2 separate regions of the Zea mays genome follow, and region 2 is linked to region 1. The links are chromatin contacts, called in public Hi-C maps. All regions are on one chromosome and are shown on one strand. The core of a region is the stretch at or near the end of the contact, and the rest is flanking DNA. Distances in the headings are between cores, read along the strand shown.

What was found. A called contact is a pair of places that touch in the nucleus more often than the background predicts.
Region 2: a Hi-C map of endosperm shows a contact between it and region 1, with 2.0 times the contacts expected there. The contact joins the enhancer-like site here to the promoter of LOC100193830 in region 1. A contact is called at or near these places in 2 of 25 Hi-C or Micro-C datasets (ear and endosperm).

The regions. Positions count from the first base shown.
Region 1 is chr1:216,445,216-216,447,915 of Zm-B73-REFERENCE-NAM-5.0, reverse strand. It overlaps LOC100193830 (40S ribosomal protein S8-like), which reads right to left and starts at 1,438. Exons shown (of 5, transcript NM_001138912.1): 1 at 1,346-1,438; 2 at 1,160-1,232; 3 at 160-493. The coding sequence starts at 1,349. LOC100101547 (omega-6 fatty acid desaturase, chloroplastic) reads right to left here. Exons shown (of 10, transcript NM_001319699.1): 9 at 2,161-2,275; 10 at 1,823-2,087. The coding sequence ends at 1,926.
Region 2 is chr1:216,545,165-216,547,864 of Zm-B73-REFERENCE-NAM-5.0, reverse strand. No RefSeq gene overlaps it. Among protein-coding and RNA genes, the nearest start is that of LOC100272282, 45 kb to the right of the region's middle. Within about 2 kb of position 1,399, at least 20 of the 20 cell types and tissues checked have an H3K27ac peak or open chromatin away from gene starts, as enhancers often do. A contact at or near this core is called in ear and endosperm, where this site is marked.

The DNA of each region.
Region 1 (2,700 bases), core at 189-2,688:
ATTCGTTGAAAAACAGCCACAGAAGTGCACATGTTAAAAACAATGCATTAATAAGATATCTATCAAGCAACTAATCACCAAATACAATAATTCATGAACTATAAAGTCAATCTATTCTAAGGGCAAACAACAATTAAACCTTAAATTGAATGAATATACCTCAGTCGCATCCTTCTTAGCAACAGGCACCTTCTTCTTCCTACCGATGTCCACTCCATAGTGAGTGAGGTACCACTGCTTGAATGGAGCAGCATCAACTTGTACAATGGCGCTCTTCACAAGAGTCTGAGTCCTCACAAGCTCATTGTTTGATGCATTATAGACCACATCCAGGATGCGGGTCTTGCGGGTAAGAGCCTCACTTCCCCACGAGTAGTTACCTGTATCCAATCGGAGAGCCCTCCACTTCACGTTGCCTCCACGGACACGGACCCTCCTCACTGTCTTATTGCTAGACAGTTTGGTGTTAGCAGGCTGACGGCCAAGCTCATACCTTGAAGATAAATGAGAATCTTAATTTAACTTCTGAAACTCATAATAATCAAACAACAAGGTTAACACAATATACAACAGTTATTAGTTGCAGTTGTACTATGAACTGACCGAACTATTTACATTCACATTAACAAAACTTAGTGTCCAAGCTTTATTTTTATATAAAAGAGATGTCTGTTATGCAAACAATTCTGCCTCAACATCATAGAAATCACAACTGTACTGCACGAATAGCTAGTAGTAACACAAAATAAAGATTCCAAATTAAAACCTCAAACTAGTAGTAACACAAAATAAAGATTCCAAATTAAAACCTCAAACGGAAAGATACAAATTTTCACCACAGTGACCCTTCTAATAATTCATTAAAATACATACATAATTTCCATAATTTAAGTAGTTTGCTGTTCAATTAGAAGCATCACGCTACGGTTTAAGGATTGAAGGGGTAATCGATAAGGCTGAACCTCATAAAGCACTGGAGGTAAATGTAACCAATCGAAGGACTCAAGTCTCAAATCAATTACTACTGCCGCAACCAGTCACCGAGAGATGTCAATGCAAATCTACCAACCTAAGACCCTGCCCAGCAAAGCACTAAACAAATCTAGAGATATACAGAAAACCCATATGTAAGGAGTGAAGAGAAACGGCAAGCAATTACTTTCGCTTCTTGCGCCACGCCTTCTGCTTTCCACCGGTGGCACGGCGCTTGTGCATCGAATCACGTGAGATACCTGCGTGAAGAAACCCAAAACAACCCACGACGCCATTAGCACCGCCACGGCGCCACCACTACGCCAGCGCAAGCAAAACAAACGAGAAGCAGATGAAGGTGGGGGAGCTCTACCCATGGTTGCAGTGGAGGTGTCGAGGTAGTCCGGCCACTCTACTCCGCCTCCTCGTCAGCCTGCGGCGCCGCTGGTATGGTTGGGTCTCGACGGGAAGAAGAAAGCGAAATCATGGGGCGTCCGGCGTCGGATTATAGGGCGGCGGAGGCGGGCTAGGGTTTATTAAGGGGTGGGCTCATTTGACGGTGTCCATTCTTAGGTTGCGGCGGCCCAGCAGGCCTGTGCAAGTCGTATTTTATTAGTAAATTAGTTTGTTTCCGAACAACCACATATCCCAACCCTGTTTTCAATTCCGGGAATTTTGAACGTGTTTCTGTTTCCGGAAAAAAAATATAGAAATGACAAGAGAAGAGATGTTTTCCACACGATTCTGTCCGTTTTCATCACCAATGTCTTTGTCTATTTCCTGAAGTATAAATATTTTGGTACGCTACGTGCTTTCCTACTGCACGAATAATAGTGTAACATGGAGTATTCCAGTCAAAATTTTGGGACATGCGTAATCACTGAAAATGTGACTGTCCACCTGTGCCGACAATACTGAATAATCTCAACTAGTCAACAGCTGTGATGATGGCATCATGCGTAATCTGGCATGAACTTCCTAAGGAATTTGATTGGTTGGGACTCCTGAGGCGCGAGCTCATCGAACGGAACATAGTATCTCTCCTTGTCGTACACATGGCATCTCGTCAGTATCGTCTTCATCAATCGCCAATTCCAGTTGGCTTCATTGACATACTGCAGCATGAGAAAATAAGTCAGTATGTAAAGATCCGGAGAAATGCACCAGAGTAGGAGAATTTCAAATCACCTTGCCCCAGTTCTGTTTGATGGAATCATAAGCAGCACGAAGGTTATAGCTTGGAATTCTTGGAGAAATATGGTGTGGGACATGCACATTTATGTCATGGCAAAGGATCTCTATCCTGTAATAGAAATCCATTACTCATTTGAAAATTCAATTGAAGAGGCCAACATGTTCCCACGGTAATTTCACTAGAAATTGATTTGCTAGTAGAAGATTGACACTTAAGCCAACATGAATCCTTTATCCCAAAATATCCAAAAAAAAAGCATTCCATATTTGTTGCTGAAACTTCAATGAAATATTGTCCTCTGACTAACTCTAAACAAGGACTGGACAACACACAATTGAATAATTTTGTTAAATAAAACAGAGTTGATGGTCTACACGTTTTTTGGCACATCCTACCAAATATCATCTTAATTTTTGGTAAAGTATCTTAAATTTTGAAGGTGAGATGAAACAGCAAATTATGATCAGTGCCATTTCTGTTGGAAACAGTGTTGAACTTCAGTTACTTCCTGTGCAACAAAAATCATAATGGAA
Region 2 (2,700 bases), core at 150-2,649, 100 kb before region 1:
AACAAATCAAAAGTAGTTAAGTTAATATTAGTCATGTTAATGTTTATTATAAAGCGCAAGTTGAGCACTATACATTTAATCTAATTAGAATATTAGTCTAATAAATATTAGTCGAGCCAACCTTAAGTTAATTATCTAAAATATGCGACCTGACGAATTAACATTATTAATATGTGTTTATAAGCGAAAACAATTTATTATCACGCGCAAACGCTGCGCGATACACGTGATCGACACGCGAGATACGCGCTAACTACGAGCAATAATGCGAGCGACACATGTAAATGACACACGTGACGCACGCAAACGATACACGCGAACGTCACGAGACAACACACGAATAACACACGAACCAGACGCACGAACAACATGACGACGACGAGATCCACACGTGCGAACGACGCGCGTGAACAACGCGCGAGTCAACGCGACTACACGTGATGACACGCGACACTGTGCGAAACAACGCGCGGACGACATGGGAAACAACGCGCACGACAGCATGTGAGTCAACGTGACTACGCGTGAACTGCACGATGACGTGCAAATGATGCCATGCACGAACAACAACCAACAAATAATTAATTAAAAGTATTTAAGCTGGTATTAATCAAGTTAATTAGCATTTATATTTTTAAAAGCACGAGTTAAAACTATAGACTCATTCTAATTAAATTGTTATTTTTAATAACCCTCGAACAAACCAATAATTAATTATTCAACTAAAACATGTGTGGTGGCAACATAATAATTTTAACATGTGCACAAGATCATTACACGGACTTGTGCATAATTAAATGCAGACTTCAGGGTGTAGCAAATTATTTCTGCGAAACTCATCAACCTGGATGTTTATTACCTATATCGTCGAGGGCGTTTTCGCAAAACAAACTTTCTTCTTCCTCAGAACAACACACAGAGGGGGCCTCGGCTGCGCGTGGGAGGGAGAGAATAGGGGGCCGGCTCGGACGGCCTGGCAGGCTCGGCCTCACGCTGTCGGCCGGCTGGCTACTGTGCCTGGCCGGCAAGGCTGGCCGCGCGCAGGGGCACGCTGCGCAAGGGGCAGGTTGTAGGTGCGAGTGGAGAGAGAAGGGAGAGGAAGGGAGAGGGGGTCACCTCGTTGTGCTCGGATGGCGATGCTGCGGCAACGGCGGACGGAGGAGATGGGCGGCGCGGCACCGGCGGACGGCGCGATGGCGGTCCCTGGCACTGGACGGTTTCTTCTTCGTCGGCGTCTAGGAACGGCCGTGCGCAGGATGGGCGTCACACGCACGCACGCATGCGAGGCGATATGTGCGGCTTGGCAGTTTCTGCTTGTACGTGATGTATAGGGCGACTGCAGTCAGGTGGGGATGGGCCGAATGGGCCTGGTGGCCTGGGCAGGGCGCCTGCACACTGGGCCGCAGGTGGGCCACGCGCGTGGCTGGCGCGGGAGTGCTGGGCCACGGGGGAGCGTGGGAGCTAGGTGGGCCGACCGAAAGCTGGGCCGCGGGGGCGCGCTGGCTGGGGGATTAGGTTGAGATGGGCTAAGGCGGCTGGCGACCCAGGAGTGAAGAGAGGTGGTGCGTAGAGATGGCAATGGGTAAATACCCACCGGGTATTACTACCCCATACCCATACCCACGACATAAAAATAACCCCATCGGGTCACCCATATACACTAGCGGGTATGGATTTACCCCCATACCCATACCCATGTGGGTATGGGTCACCCATCGGGTCACCCGTACCCACAAAAGCTAAACATCTATCAAAATATTATATGATACAAATGTCAAGTATATGCATCTAAATACCATTACAAAATTTCTAGCATCATTTAACCATCCATTCAACACCAAAGATAATTGGATAAAGTAGTAACACTAGGATAGTACTACATAGCACATTACATGTTCCATTACATGGTCATGCTTGGGACAAAAAAGCTTTGTTGTTGTTATTGTTGTAAGCCTTCTATGATATTATGGCCTAAAAGGTTGTTAAATAGTAAAAAAGATGGATGACTAAAGTCAAAGTTCATGCTTGGGCTAAGTTTATATTGGGTATTTTATACCCACGGGATAACGGGTATGGGTAAAGGCGGAACGTTCTAATACCCGTTTACCCATTGGGTGAAGATTTTTGCCCAATAACAGACCCACGGGTAGAATATTTAGCCCACATACATGCCCTAATGGAGTAAATACCCATCGGGTATCGGGTCGCGGGTACCCATTGCCATCTCTAGTGCGAAACACTCGTGGGCCGCACGCCGAAGCGAGCCCAAGGTGAGGGCTAGCCGGATGGGCCCCGAGGCCAAGAGGGGGGAGAGGCGCGTGGGTCAGGGTGAGCGAGCTGGGCCATGGGCGTGGGAGGCGAGCTGGGCCAGACGGGAGGGGAAGGGAGGAATGGGCCCTTCTTCTTTTCTCTCCTATTTTCTTTATCTTCTCTTTTCTATTCTCACTACCAATTCAAATCAAATTCCTTATTAAATGCATGCTCCACAAGATCACCCGTTAAACAAAATAAAAAATGTTCCGGCATGATGCAACAATCAAAGCACCTCTAGGGTTTTATTTTACTAGGCTTACATGGATATAAAACAAAATAATTCTCCATCATTTAGGAAAAAGAGAAGGAAAGCAAAAAAATAAAAGAGTAACACCTGAATTTGGTGGATATTAGGAAAGAAATTTTATACCCCAGATTTAAGGTGTT